Linked DNA regions of Zea mays: region 2 is linked to region 1. Evidence: chromatin contacts called from public Hi-C data. All regions are on one chromosome and are shown on one strand. The core of a region is the stretch at or near the end of the contact, and the rest is flanking DNA. Distances in the headings are between cores, read along the strand shown.

The links. A called contact is a pair of places that touch in the nucleus more often than the background predicts.
Region 2: a Hi-C map of leaf shows a contact between it and region 1, with 4 times the contacts expected there. The contact joins the enhancer-like site here to the promoter of LOC103626334 in region 1. A contact is called at or near these places in 3 of 25 Hi-C or Micro-C datasets (bundle sheath, endosperm and leaf).

What each region holds. Positions count from the first base shown.
Region 1 is chr5:50,937,739-50,945,690 of Zm-B73-REFERENCE-NAM-5.0, reverse strand. It overlaps LOC103626334 (protein FAR1-RELATED SEQUENCE 1), which reads right to left and starts at 5,120. Exons shown (of 17, transcript XM_035959029.1): 1 at 4,371-5,120; 2 at 3,530-3,977; 3 at 3,072-3,228; 4 at 2,648-2,885; 5 at 2,384-2,539; 6 at 1,808-1,865; 7 at 1,322-1,422; 8 at 1-649. LOC100280136 (Auxin response factor 16) reads right to left here. Exons shown (of 4, transcript NM_001361024.1): 3 at 6,914-7,905; 4 at 6,334-6,748. The coding sequence ends at 6,679.
Region 2 is chr5:51,000,713-51,008,664 of Zm-B73-REFERENCE-NAM-5.0, reverse strand. No RefSeq gene overlaps it. Among protein-coding and RNA genes, the nearest start is that of LOC103626334, 64 kb to the right of the region's middle. Within about 2 kb of position 3,589, at least 11 of the 20 cell types and tissues checked have an H3K27ac peak or open chromatin away from gene starts, as enhancers often do. A contact at or near this core is called in leaf, where this site is marked.

The DNA of each region.
Region 1 (7,952 bases), core at 3,871-6,370:
CCCGTTATACCTGCCCTATATATATACTAGTTATATGCCCGTGCGTTGCGACGGAACACAAATTAACGAGCCTCCAATAGCTCAAGGTATTCGCGACATGAGCGCAATGGTGATAGGAATCCTCACGGGAAATAGTGTCTTGTTGCAGATGAGCGCGAGCCTGAGCGCGACACCACTTGATGCCACGAGCTCCATCGTCCTATCGTGGGACTTCCATTGCCACGAGCTCTATATATAAACTGGGTTATTTAGGTCATAATAACTAAAACAATGATGTGCCAAGACTTTTGCTGCTACGCTCAAAGACTCAGACAATACTGACAAAGCATATATCCTTATATAATTGCCTCACTCTTGATAGACCACACAAGAATAGAAGACCAGAAAAAATAAAGATCAAGCAAGCATAACAAGGATATAGTATTTTTAGACAAAATATATAGCAAGTTTTGTGTAGCGGTTTTAGACATGCCAAATATAGTGCAAATGCATAGCAAGTCATGGAAATGATAGGAAACAAAGCCGAGAGGGACATAGAAAATAAAATGGAGTCAAGTTTCTAAAAAGCTTCACACAAATATACATATTTCTAAAAAAATTCACACGTTCGACATGACGTCCTCTAGATGCCACCTCTCTCAACACTTTCCTGAAACCAGTAGACATTCGTAAGGAATAAATCAAAATTTAAATAGCACATTGGTTATTAACAATAGAAATCTCAGTGCAGGGCAGCAATGTCTTCAAAAATAAGAATACAAGCTCAAATGAGAAGATAAAATGGAGTCAAGTCAACACATTCATATTTATCAATTTTCACGGACGATGGAATTGAAAGTGTGAATAGAAGTTAACTTACTAACATTTTAGTGATCTCCACAATATGGGATATAGAGATCAATAGAGAACAACATAATGCATGATGCAGACCTAATGCTCAAAGGACCAACAAATGTCAAAAAAGCACAACAACAGAGCTCCATCAAAATCACAAGGTAAGTAGAATGCAACTGTGTAGCATTTTTGTTAACAGAAAGTGTATCCAAAATAGGAGGACAGTGCATAAACTCTCTAGCCTATGAATAGGTGCAAAAACTCCAATTAGACCAAGAAAGATCATCAATATCGTAGTCAAACTTTTACCAACTCTATGTGTTTGAATATTTGATAATGATAGTGTTTTCTTTGTCATGGCATGAAAAAATAAAAACAAACAAACGTAAACAGTAAGGAGCCATGGCTAGACAAACCTTTTGTAGTAATTGAAGGCACATAGATAAATAAATCACATGATTGAAGCAAAGGTTCAGAGAAACGTAACTGAAGGTTACAAAGCTGAGAGAGTTTTGAGGTGTTGATTGTGCATCCAAAATTTTGCTAGAAATTCTTCTTAAAACAGGCTTTGCAGTTCCATACAAAATCCTATCAAGATATGTATATGCATAAGCAGTTAAGCACACATGATAAAATTATGAGGGATTGCAATTCAAACTAACAGTAAAATGAATGCTTAAGTGATGGTGGAATTCAACAAACATATTTATGTTAACACCCCTTCAAGAAATTGTTATATCTTCACACTTAGCACAATTGTGGCTGCCATGTGAGGGGTATCACAAGAATGTTTTCTCCATAATGAGCAGTAGGTATTCTATTGTGGGTGTCTATAGATAAACAGTGTGATTCTATGAACAAAGTTCTTATTCAGCTCCTGATAAAGGCTCAAAATTCATATGCAGTAGGTATTCTTTGGCACTTATCCAATTTGCAAGGTCACCCAGATGGCTCAACAAAGAAGGATGATGACCTCCACGAAAATGGGTCGATTGGTCTGGGCTCTTTAGTCCAACAAAGTTAGTGGATACCTACAACACATAGTGAATTAGTGATACTCTTTTCCTGATGCTCTGACAAAACACAGGTGTGTTGATAGTTGGTAGAACCCCTGCAAAAATTTATTTATTTAACATACAACATGCAGGTGCACAATGAATTTGCTTGATGCTCTGTCATTTTAGTTTGATTACCAGGGTACTAAGGACTTGATTTGCAATGTGAAAATATTGTGGCTAGCCAGAAATCATAAAGAGGTAAACCCTAAACAGCACATATGTTTCTACCTTCTATCAATTACTTACTGAGCACAAAGGAGTATATTACTTACCCTAAACTACACATACCCCTAATATAATGTTACATGTTGAAAACAAAGGAAAAAACCAATGTGTGCCACTAATAGTTTTACCTTTCAATGATATGAAGAGAGGGCTACTCTTAAATACCGGCCAGAATGTCAAAGACATACCATAATTGTAAACCTTACCAAAACTTGTAAACAGATTGTCTTATATCATACTGATGAATTTGAATGTAGAAACCATACCAAAATCAGGGTTCCTACAGATGCACGCGTCGTGGATCCACCTACACGTCCCAGCTTCGCTTCACAGGTGTGTTGATTGTTGGTAGAACCCCTGCCATTTTATACATGCACGCGGGTGGAGGAGCACTTGTTGCAGTAGGTCCAATGGTGGACAGCCTGCAACAGATGCATTGCAATTAGAATTGGTCATGTTCTTGCTTGGTGAGTGGTGAGGATGGATATGTAGATATGCAAGCAAGGAATTAATTAACGACGTAACAGTACCTAAAGTGTATTTGGTGGCCATGTTCTTGGCGACCTTGTGTTCCCTGGTGGTCATATCCTTCGAGAGCTACTTGAAGACGAAGCCCTCTCCTTTGCAGCGGCCACAGAGGCTAGTCCCACCGCAGTCCGGGCACTCCTCTCCCTCTACCTGCTCTTCTCGTTCATCATGCCGCCGCCGCAGCTGCCGTGAGGCGGCGCCGGACGAGGAGGAATTTGAAAATACAGGTCTTCAAGCTAACTGGATATAAAAGACAAACTAAAGAAATTTGAAAAGAAACACAAGAAGTACATGAAACTATTGAAGGCATCATGTTTTTCTTGAACTTTCAAATAGCAAAACATATTTCAAATGGTCACACAATGAGAATTAATGTAAACAAATTGTCTTATATCATACTGATGAATTTGAGTGTAGAAACCATACCAAAATCAGGGTTCCTACAAATGCACACGTCGTGGATCAACCTACACGTCCCAGCTTCACTTCACAGGTGTGTTGATTGTTGGTAGAACCCCTGCCATTTTATACATGCACGCGAGTGGAGGAGCACTTGTTGCAGTAGATCCAATTGGTGGACAACCTGTAGCAAATGCATTCCAATTGCCACGAAAGTTATAAATTAGTACAAAACATAGATACGAAACGACAAACATCAATATGATATGCAAAATCCATGGTAAAATATCACCATAACACTAATACCATCGCAGCAAGATCTTGTTTTTAGCTCTATAAATTGTGTGTTTATTTATTCCTTAACTTGTAGCTATTATTGTCATATGGTGATGTGGGCACAAAGGGTTCCTAGAGCAACGGAGAAAAATATAGAGCACTTTGTTGTCAAAGCGCGCTATAAGATTGAGCTGATGGTTATGCATGACCTTCCTGTAGATTAAAGGAACAGATTATCCCACAACTGATGGAACCTGCATAAGAGATTATATTGATGTCACAGATTTACTTGATGCTCATGTGAAAGCACTCAACAAGCAGAGCCTAGAAAAGTCGGCATTTACAATGTTGGAACAGGAAGAGGTTTGAATAATTATTATTTGCTCATATGGAGGTTTATACACTGCACAGGTTGTAATAAATACTTTGCTTAACTTACATGGTAACAAGACATAGAGGCCGCAAACAGTTAATCTGTGACAGCATATCTTTGTAGTATTTAAACAAAATAATTTTCGTAGGGTCAATAGTGATTTGTGCGTCAAGCTGTAAGACTGAAGTAAATCATCCCTGAAGTCTTCTCTTGTGGCGTCATTATCACTTTGCTCTGATATATGCATGTCTTTCAGGTCGCTCGGTTAATGAGTTTGTTGATGCCTGCAAGAAGGCAATTGGGGTCTACATCAAAATTGAGTACCTCAACAGAAGGCCAGGAGATTATGCAGAAGTATACAGCGACCCAACAAAGATCAGCAAGGAGCTCAACTGGACAACTCAATATACCGATCTCAAAGAGAGCCTATCAGTCGCATGGAGGTGGCAAAAGTCACATCCGCGGGGCTACGGGCCAAATTAAATATAGCCTGCTGATCTATAATTCACTTAATCGTCAATACATATTAATTCTTTAGTTAGAGATACAAGATCTTGCTACAATACAAAACCCTAACTCATCCCAAAACCAAATCGAGCCTAGCACATGTGGTTCAGCTGTGCAAGTGGCCCAAGCATCCAGAAGTCATTGGAGCAAAAGATAACTACGAATCAAACCTGATTTGGGGGCCTCGGTTCGTCTAGGATGGAATCAAGGAAGCACTGGTGTCCTTCAGGTCTTGCTGCGGTCAATGGCGCTTGAACTCGGGGAAATCGTTGTCACCTCTAGATCCGGCGGCGGCCTCAGATCTGAGAATTCGAAAGGGGAAGTCCCACCTGAGGAGGCCAATGGTGGCGCATGGCACGGCGAGGGCTGCGCGTGGTCCCGAATGGGCGGTGCTGGCGCCAGCAGAGGGGTGCCTAATCCACGCACGGGATTGCCTTCCATGGAGACTGCGGACGCCACAACGCGGACACGGACGCTGATGCCGGGCGGAGGCGACGATCTGGGGCAGAGGGGTACCCAATCCACACGCGAGATCGGGCTGTCGCGGACGCGGATCGAGGGCCGGCGCGGTGATCCGGGGCAGAGGACCCACGTTCCATGGATAGCGGAGAGCCGGGGCGGGGTTTAGGGACGAGCGCGGAGAGCCGAGCGCAGAGGACGCGCTTTCCATGGAGAGAGCCGGGGCGGGGTTTAGGGACGACATGTGGGCGAGGATGGAGAACCGGAGCGAGGCCGCGGGGATTGCAGGAGAGAGAATGGGGCGAGGAGGGCCTGGCGGGGGCATTGGCTGTGAGCACGACGCGATTGCGCGAGGGAGAGGATGGCAGAATACGGTGCAATGTGAACGCCTACAATAAAGCCTTATAGAGTAGTAATATATATATAAACGAGACACGACACGACACATCGCCCCGTCGCTTGCAATCGCAGTCGCAGGCCAGTGGCACGTAAAGGGACGAAAGTAACGTGCGACGATTAGCAAGCAATGTTCTGCCCGATCCGGACACGACGACATGACATCTCGTCGAGACCAGCCAGGCAGACAGCGACGCCACTCGCTTGCCGACACGGCGCCAGCGCCCGCGCGCGGCCTCGGAGGACTCGGAGGGAGAATTTTAGCTGTCCGTACATGGAGGCTCATTCGTGTACGCATGCGCTGCACTGCTGCACGAGTTATTAGACGACTCGGAGGGAGAATTTTAGCTGTCCATACATGGAAGCAAAGCAAGGTTCTGCCGCGCTTCTGCACGAGTGATTCGCCGAGGTTTCACCGCGTGTCTGTCCGTCCGTCCGTCTACCTTTTCACCCACCCGTACGTGCATCACAGCAGAGGAGGACGACGGCGTAGCTCCCACACGGCCTCGCGGCAGAAAACGGTCGCGGTAGAGAGCAAATGCGTGGCCGTACAACAGCACGGCGGATATGCCAAGATCCACGAGCGTTCCACTCTTCCACACGCAGTGCAGTACGTGCACGGTGCAGGGACTGGTTGGTTAACTGGTGGTGGCTAGTGTGTCGCGCGAGCCTACTGTACTGTACCTCGGTTTCGACCGCGGCTAGTGTGCGTGCCACGCTTTTCACCCGTGCGCAGACGAATTCCCAGAGGATACATAAGAAGCGGGGCCGTGGCCGTGGGACTGGATCGGCACGAGAGTACTGCAGGAGTGATCACCGGGCAAACCGTGTGCCATGCATGTACGCAGGTGCAGGTAGATCGCAGAACGGAAGTGTCAGTATAAAAAGGTGAAAGGGGCGCGCGTGGGGAGGGAGAGGGAGGACACGCACGTACCGCTGTCCCTGCGCTGCGCCCACCACAATCTCCGTAGAAATAGAACAACGACAGGGCATGCATGGACCTTGACTGGACGTGACAAGTAGCGCGCGCGTCAAAGAAGGGCCGACACGACAGCACAACACCGACGGACGGACTGACTGACTGACTAACTGACGGTGGAACGCGATGAATTCGATGCGAAATTACTAAACCATGCCCGCCGGCCGCCGATCCCAGCTCCGGCCAGGTGAGAGCACCGAGCAGTCCATGCCTTTTTTTTTTTTTTGTTTACTTGATGATAGAGTAGTAGAGTAGAGACACAAGAGGCAGAGGAACAGAGCGAGAACAGAGAATACTTGAGCATCCCAGACAAACCAACCAACTAACCAAAGCACCTTAGTTATATCAAAAATACAAAAAAATAATAATAATCTTTCAGTAATCGCGTTCGCAAATCAACGGTCCGATGTACACAACACATCCGATCAGTCACTGTGACCAAAGGCAGCTGCATTATGGTTATGGCCACTTGAACTGACAGCAGAAGCAGCAGCATCAAGGTGTACGTACGTACTCCACTACTGTAGAGCTACTAGTCCGACAAATCTTTGGTCCTGGATCAGACGCACGCACGCGCTCCCGTTCCGGGGCGCCTCCCACTCCCAACCGAAACTGCCGAACCGCCGTCTCCTTGAGACTGGACTCTACCTCGCTAAGCTGTCGCTGCTCTCGTCCGTCAGTATGGTCAGCCTCCGGGCGGTCTTGGTGAACTCACTGCACATTCACAAGCATGTTACAAACCAAGCGTACATCAGTACCGTCCAGGCGTCCTAGTCCTAGCTTTCAAGCAATTCAAAGCCAAAGTACCCCCAATACTAATAGGATGCTTCCAAGGAAAGAACAGCCTGCCGCGAGGGTACGGAGTACGCACGGACGGACCTGAAAGGCTCGTCGCCAGGGTGCTTGAGCGCTCCGGAAGCGTCGTCGCGGTAGAACACGTGGCTGGTCAGCTCGGCCTTGTCGACGCCGAACATGTCGGCGAGCCTCTGGTAGAGCTCCTCGTACGACGCGACGGCGGAGAGGTCCAGCGTGCGCCCGACGTCCTCCGACTGCATGAACACCTTGCAGTGCCCGAGGAGGTCGTCCTCAGAACCTGCCGCCCTGTTGTTGCACTCCTCCTCCTGCCAGCACGCCCGCGCCGCCGGGCCTCCGCCACTGGACGTGCCGTCCTGGTTGCTCCTCCCAGGGCTCGACACGTCCGAGTTGCTCACCGTCCTCTCGGCCACGTCGTCGTCGTCGTCGGAGGGGCTCTTCTTCGCCAGCGCCGGCACGACATTGCCGCCGCCTAGCGATATCTGCTGCTCGGTGAGGATCGCTTTCCCGAAGAGCATCAGCTGCGGTGCCGCCGCCGTGGACGCCTTCTTGACGTCTGACGGTGGCTTCTTGCTCTTTGGGGTGCCGATGGTGAGCAGACACGAGACGTCGTCTCGGGCCGCCGGGTGGCCGCCGACGATGAGCCCGGCGGCGATCCTCGGCTGCTGCACCTGCACCTGCACGCCGTGGTCGAGCTGGCGGTGGAGCCCGTGCGGTGACAGGCCCGGCTGCAGCTTGTTCAGGTGGAGATCTGATAAGGATATGCCGAATTGAGCATGCCTGGCTCCCTGTATGCCTGCAGGAGTGCCGTCCGGGAAGTAGCACATCGGGCCACCGGCGCCGCCACGGCCGAGGAGGGGGCTTCCGTGGAACATCGGCGCCGGGAACTGGCCCTCCAGCGGAAGCTCCGGGTACAGTGGGACGCACAGCTTCTTCCTGGGCGGCGAGAAGGGCGTGGCTGTGAGGTGATGGATGACCGGCATGTTCGACACCAGCTCAACCAGCCATGGGCTCACCCTCTTCACGTTCTGTAACAGGTCCGGCTCATCCCAGGCGACCTGTCCCCGGCACACACACAAATCATCAGCATGCATTGCCGCAAGCA
Region 2 (7,952 bases), core at 2,340-4,839, 65 kb before region 1:
GTCCATATATGTGGGAACCCCATACTGGAACTTCCTGCATTCAGTATGTTTCTGCAATCAAAAGGTAACATATCCTATTAGCTAACATTACTCACTGCTATAACCTAAGATAATTATATGTAACTACGTGTACTAACCTCGGTGTGAATCTTCCAAAAGGACTCTGAGGCTACAATTGTACCATCAGTTCTTCTACCTAGACCACTTTGACTGTTAATGAACAACCAGAACGAGTACATGTTTTTGCATTGAGTCCACCTATTCTTAAATTGTTTTCTGTCATGTCTTAAAACTGTCTTAGAAAAGAACTCTTCCTTGATGATGTTATATCCTCTTGTTGACATTGTACCATTGTTGCAGTTTCCAACTCTAATTTGTTCAACACATAATTCAGAGAAAATTTGTGTGTTTTCTTCACTCCAAAGAGCTTTGTCAAACTGAGGCTATTGTGCATATGGACAAACAAAAGAAAGTACTCGTAAATAATTGAACAAACAGAATATAGTAATTGAACATGTGGTGGTTGTAAAGAAAAAACACATAAGATTTCAGAAATAGATACATACTACCTAACATATTTCAGAGATAGATACATGCAAAAACTGTGAATAAGCAGCTACAGCCACTTGGAAAACTAAAGCAAAAACTCTAGGAAAGACTGTAGGAAATGTGACTCAAACTATATGAAAGATAGGAGATGAACCCATTAACTGCATGCAACATTAGACATGATACAAACAGATAAAATAAATCATACAGTAAAATAAATTATAAAGACATGCAACATTAGAATATAACAATCATGTATCATTGTTAGTTAAGTATAACATATAACAGTAAAATAAATTATAACAACTGAACGAGTATACATACAGGAACTGAGATGAACATATAACAGATATAAAATAGTGCCTTACCACAGCTAAACGAGCTTCGGATTCAGTTTCTGCTTCATCCTCCAAATGTTCAACAGGAACGGAGATACCACCACTACCTCGGAAACCTCTGAACCTCCCCCTTCCTCTAGAAATACCTCTAGATGCATCTCGGCCACGAACCAGAGGCGGGTTTCCTCTTCCTCTCATGCCTCCAGTAGTAGATCTGGTTGTTTGGAATGGAGTGCAGCCAATTCTAATGCATGAATCTGGAAATCCTAGGTTGTTTGTTGGTTCACCAGTCTCTAGAACTTGTTGATACAAACTGAAGTGGGGAAACTCAGTGCCCTGGTGGTTCAGATCGAGTTGATCCATCCGAATCCGGGGCGCAGAGTTGTTCATCGATGAGGAATGAATCAAGTGGGTTGGGGAGAAGAGGCCGAACTCGTTGTCCTCCGCCACTTTGTGGATGGGGATGGTGAGGTTCCTCGGTGCTGAGGATGAGCCGGCTTGGGAGAGAAAATCACGAAAGCTGTGATGGCCATCCATGATTCATCGCGCGCGGGAATGAGGGAGTGGCAGGGGCGTTCGTCGCGCGCAGAAGAGGATGAGGGAGTGGCGGGGGGCATTCGTCGCGCGCGAAGGCGACGTCGGCGTTCGGTGTTAGTCGACGGGCTTGGAAGAGGAAGAGGATGAGGGAGTGGTTGTGCTCGTCGCGCGCGAGAGAGAAGAGGGATTGGCTGCGTTCGTCGCGCGCGAGAGAGATGAGGGAGGGGCGGGGGGCATTCGTCGCGCGCGAAGGTGACGTCGGCATTCGGTGTTAGTCGACGGGCTTGGAAGAGGAAGAGGATGAGGGAGTGGTTGTGCTCGTCGCGCGCGAGAGAGAAGAGGGATTGGCTGCGTTCGTCGTGCGCGAGAGAGATAAGGGAGGGGCGGCGACGGACGCTGGGAGGAAGGGGCGGCGGCGGATGTGAGAGACGAGAGGGAGTGGCTACGGGTGTGAGAGAGAGACGAGGGAAGGTAAGGGTAAATGGATAATTGTGGACTTTTAGTCTCTTTTAGCACATATGTTAAGGACTAAAGACTAAACGAATTTAGTCCATATTTTAGACCTTGTGTTTGGCAAAAAAGGGACTAAATGGGAGTAGAAACTAGATACTAATCTTTAGTCCCTCTAACCAAACACCCCCTAAATGGGTCATGGGTGTCAAGTTTTTGGAAGATGGGCTCACCATAATATTAGTGCTTCTCTCTCTAAAATAGAGAAACAACTAGAGAATCAAGCAATCCAGGTATCAAAAATAATCGAATGCTACAAATTAAAGAAATAAATGATTGTTACTGACCTTAGAGCAAGAAGATCATGCTCACGCACCAAAATCTAAGACATAGCATGCATGAGTATTTTAATAAAACCAGTCGTAACAGTGAAGTAAGGGGTTGGCTTTCTTGGCTAAGTGTGCTCGGAAAAAAGAAGTAAGGTCGTGTACAACCTAGAGCCTCTCGCTCGATTTTCTAAGTAAAAGAGACGGCTAAAAACTCCATCATACAATGGGCTATCTTTAAAATCTGTTACATCATTAATGCAGTGAAGATACAATATGTATAGAGAGCCGTGTAGAGACGGGATCTCTGCGAAGAGCTCGTCTCTTGTGTTTTTTATTTAACTTCTCTTGAGAGGTCTTTGGGGGGCTAAGTGAAAAAAAATCAAGAGACGGGCTCTTCGTGGAGAGCATGTCTCTCTATACGACTCTCTATACATATTGTATCTTGACTGTATTTATGATTTACGAGCTCACGACGATTGTATCGTGTTATTTATTAACGTTCTCTTGTGCTTGAAAAACTGAACGGAAGTCTCTAGGTTGTACACAGCCCCCTATATTTACAATTTCGTTTTGGATTTTCTAAAAAACCGTTTTGTCGACCAAAGGTTGGCTTTTATATTTTAAAATTTGAAACCGGAATACATTGAGATTCAGAAACCCGACCGGTTTTCGAAGCCGAGAACGGTGAAAGTTACCGGTTCTCGTCATTTTTCGAGTGGGAAGATCATCGCTGTCACGCCCCTATAAAGAAGAACGTCAGCTTTTATACCGTGCAACTATCACCTCAAAGTCAAAAAAAAAACCCATCATAGCTGCCGCGCACTGCACAAGATGCTGCAGCACTGGTGCACTCGGTACGATTGCGACCGACGAACTACGACGATAAGCTGCCCTTAGCTTTGTTGTCTTGCTCTCGTTGCTGCCTTTTTGTTGCGTGTGGCTGCTTGTAACAAATCGTTTGTTATGCTAATAATATATAAGGCAAGCCGCGTGCGAGCGAAGGTTATTTAATTTTTGTGGTGTCGTCGTTGCCATCGAATCCAACCGCAGGCTTTGGTCGATGCGTCCAAGACTCCAAGTAGCTAGATAGGTTAGCTAGCTCGTTGCTGGCTGTTATTCTATGGTGACAGTTCGAGCTCACTTTTGTTCTGTAGTCCCCCCCGTGACGTTTCGTTTTACCTTCCCAGACAATGTAATGTCGCCCCTATTATACTGTACATAGGGAGTGCAAGGAAATAAACCGACGGCTCTTCACTCCACGTCGTCTCCGGGCCGTGCGTGCGTGCGTGTGCAAGAAAATGGAATAATCACCGCTGCACGGATCGGTTTCCCAGTCGCGCGCACCGTGGCTCGCTTGGTGGACGACTACTGTGCAGAGACGACGTGTGCGTTGCGGCGAGGATCCGTTCCTGCATCCCCCACCACGTGACAGTCTCTCTGCAGCTTCGATTACATGTGCTATACGGTTTTTATATAATATAAATAGGTATTAAGATATTTATTTAAATATAATTATTGTTTATTTTTAAACACTAAGATATATATGGTACGGTAGTTAGCCTCAATTTTTCGGAGCTAGTGGTGTGGTACGGTAGTTAGCCTCAATTTTTTGGAGCTAGAGGTGTGGGTTCGAGTGTTTGCTCTGCATATTTTTTGCGCGGTATGGTAGCTGCGTGGGTGGAGTTGGGTGCTGAGCAGGCGCAATAGCTGACTATGTAGACGCTGGACAGGGTAGTAGCTGAGAGTGGGGAGTGGGTCGGAAGAACCAGTCGGAGCGCGTGTGTCGGGGACCATAATTAGGGGTACCCTCAAGACGCCTAATTCTCAGCTGGTAACCCCATCAGCATAAAGCTGCAAAGGCCTGATGGGTGCGATTAAGTCGGGGATCAGTCCATACGAGTGACTCGATCACGCTTCACCCGAGCCTAGCCTCGGACTCGGGCAGCCGACCTCGAGGGACTTCCGTCCCGCCCGAGGCCCCCTTTTTAACGGCGAACACATCTCCGGCTCGCTCGAGGCCTTGGCTTCGCTAAGAAGCAACCCTGACTAAATCGCCGCACCGACTGACCAAGTTGCAGGAGCATTTAACGTAAAGGTGGCCTGACACCTTTATCCTGACGCGCGCCCCCGGCAGAGCCGAAGTGACCGCCGTCACTCAGCCGCTCCACTGACCGGTCTGACGGGAGGACAGCGCCGCCTGCGCCGCTCCGACTGCAGTGCCACTCAACAGAGTGAGTCTGACAGGCAGTCAGACCTCGCCAGAGGCGCCATAGGAAACTCCGCTCCGCCCGACCCCAGGGCTCGGACTCGGGCTAAGACCCGGAAGACGGCGAACTCCGCTCCGCCCGACCCCAGGGCTCGGACTCGGGCTAAGACCCGGAAGACGGCGAACTCCGCTCCGCCCGACCCCAGGGCTCGGACTCGGGCTAAGACCCGGAAGACGGCGAACTCCGCTCCGCCCGACCCCAGGGCTCGGACTCGGGCTAAGACCCGGAAGACGACGAACTCCGCTTCGCCCGACCCCAGGGCTCGGACTCCGCCCTGGCCTCTGCTGAACGACTTCCGCCTCGCCCGACCCAGGGGCTCGGGCTCGGCCTCGGCAACGGAAGACAGATTCGACCCCAGCTTCGGAGGAACGCCCACGTCGCCCGGCCTCGGACGCGGGCCCGCCACGTCAACAGGGAGCGCCATCATCGTCCTACCCCGAGCCGACTCGGGTCACAGAGAACAAGACCGGTGTCCCATCTGGCTAGCTCCGCCAGATAAGCAATGATGGCGCCCCCAAGCTCTGTGACGACGGCGGCTCTCAGCTCTCTTACGGAAGCGGGGGGACGTCAGCAAGGACTCGACCGCCCGACAGCTGTCTCTCCGCCAGGCTCCGTTGCTCCCCGACAGCCACGACATTACGCCAGCAGGGTGCCAAGATCTCTCCGGCTGCCACATTGGCATGTACTTAGTGCGCTAGCTCTCTCTCCGCTAGACACGTAGCACTCTGCTACACCCCCATTGTACACCTGGATCCTCTCCTTACGCATATAAAAGGAAGGACCAGGGCCTTCTCAGAGAGGGTTGGCCGCGCGGGACCGAGGACGGGACAGGCGCTCTCTTGGGGCCGCTCGCTTCCCTCACCCGCGTGGACGCTTGTAACCCCCCTACTGCAAGCGCACCCGACCTGGGCGCGGGACGAACACGAAGGCCGCGGGACTTCCACCTCTCTCACGCCCATCTCCGGCCACCTCGCCTCTCCCCCCTTCGCGCTCGCCCACGCGCTCGACCCATCTGGGCTGGGGCACGCAGCACACTCACTCGTCGGCTTAGGGACCCCCCGGTCTCGAAATGCCGACAGTTGGCGCGCCAGGTAGGGGCCTGCTGCGTGCTGACGAACAGCTTCCCGTCAAGCTCCAGATGGGCAGTCTCCAGCAACCTCTCCGGCCCGGGACGGTGCTCCGTTTCGGGAGCCTTGAGTTCATGTCCTTCGACGGCAGCTACGACGTGATACTCCTTCCACCGCCGCGCGACAACGACAATGGCGGCCGACAACCCGCCCGCCGGCGGCGGAATCGACGACATCTTCCCCGCGTGGTGGAAGAACAACATTCGAGCTCGCTCCGTCCTCTCCCCCGCCAACGGAGGAGGAGGCGGGGCCACCAAGGCCAAGCGAGAGGCCGCGCTTCGTCGGCCGTTGGGCGAATCGACGCCCCCGACGCCCCGACGGAAGGCACGCCGGGCGTCGACCTCGCGTTCGAGACGAAGGCAAGCGCCGTCCCCCCGCGACACGCCGATCCCGAGCAAGAAGACGACGCCAGCGCGCTCGCGGAAAGCCTGCAGGACGTCACCCTCGTACCTGGGATGACGGTGCAACCAGTCCTCGATGTGACTACGTCGCTCCTCGTCGACCAAAAGGTACCGACTAACTCCCATCTTACGTCATTTCGACTCGGCCTCAACCCGCCTAGCAATCTTGCTTTGACGGGCGCTCTCATTGAGGCGAATGCAACCCCACTGGGGTTTCGTATGCGGTCGCCTTGGGACCGGTTGACGGACGTCTCAACCTACGGGCCCTCTGGGTCCGAGGAAGATGACGATCCCAGCATCTGTTGGGATTTCTCTGGACTTGGCAACCCCAGTGCCATGCGGGACTTCATGACCGCATGTGACTACTGCCTCTCCGACTGTTCCGACGGAAGCCGCAGCCTTGACGACGAGGACTGCGGCCCGAGCCGCGAATGTTTCCACGTCGAGCTAGGGGATCCCTCCGAAGGCAACCATCTCGGCATGCCGGAGGACGGTGACCTTCCTAGGCCGGTGCCTCGCGCCGACATCCCGCGGGAGCTAGCTGTGGTCCCCGCTCCGGCGGGGGGTTACGACCCACAACTCGAGCAAGTCCGCGAGGCACAGGCCAGGCTCAACGAGGGAACAGGAGCGCTTGAGCCGGTCCGTCGGGACGTCGGGCAGGTATGGGCGGGCCAACCCCCGGCCGGAGAAATACGTCACCTGCCCCAAGGTCTCCAGCACCGCGTCGCCAACGATGTCAGGGTCAGGCCGCCGTCCGCATCCAGCGGGGTTGGTCAGAACCTGGCAGCCGCAGCGATGCTCCTCCGCGCGATGCCGGAACCATCAACTACCGAGGGTCGGCGAATCCAGGGAGAGCTCAAGAATCTCCTGGAAGGCGCTGCGGCCCGACGGGCCGAGAGCACTGCCTCCCGAAGGCAGGGATACCCATCGGAACCTCATGCCGCGACTTCCCGATTCATGCGGGAAGCCTCGGTCTACACCGGGCGCACGCGCAACACCGCGCCTGCGGCCCCAGGCCACCTCGGCAACGAGCACCATCGACGCGACCGTCGGGCCCACCTCGACGAAAGGGTGCGCCGAGGCTACCACCCCAGGCGTGGGGGACGCTACGACAGCGGGGAGGATCGGAGTCCCTCGCCCGAACCACCCGGTCCGCAGGCCTTCAGTCGGGCCATCCGACGGGCGCCGTTCCCGACCCGGTTCCGACCCCCGACTACTATCACGAAGTACTCGGGGGAAACGAGACCGGAACTGTGGCTCGCGGACTACCGCCTGGCCTGCCAACTGGGTGGAACGGACGACGACAACCTCATCATCCGTAACCTCCCCCTGTTCCTCTCCGACACTGCTCGCGCCTAGTTGGAGCACCTGCCTCCGGGGCAGATCTCCAACTGGGACGACTTGGTCCAAGCCTTCGCCGGCAATTTCCAGGGCACATACGTGCGCCCCGGGAATTCCTGGGACCTTCGGAGCTGCCGACAACAGCTGGGAGAGTCGCTCCGGGACTACATCCGGCGATTCTCGAAGCAGCGCACCGAGCTGCCCAACATCACCGACTCAGATGTCATCGGTGCGTTCCTTGCCGGCACTACCTGCCGTGACCTGGTGAGCAAGGTGGGTCGCAAAACCCCCCACCAGGGCGAGCGAGCTGATGGACATCGCCACCAAGTTCGCCTCTGGCTAGGAGGCGGTCGAGGCTATCTTCCGAAAGGACAAGCAGCCCCAGGGCCACCCATCGGAAGAGGCTCCCGAGGCGTCTACTCAGCGCGGCGCCAAGAAGAAGGGCAAGAAGAAGTCGCAATCGAAACGCGACGCCGCCGACGCGGACCTTGTCGCCGCCGCCGAGTACAAGAACCCTCGGAAGCCCCCCGGAGGTGCAAACCTCTTCGACAAGATGCTCAAGGAGCCGTGCCCCTACCATCAGGGGCCCGTCAAGCACAGTCTTGAAGAGTGC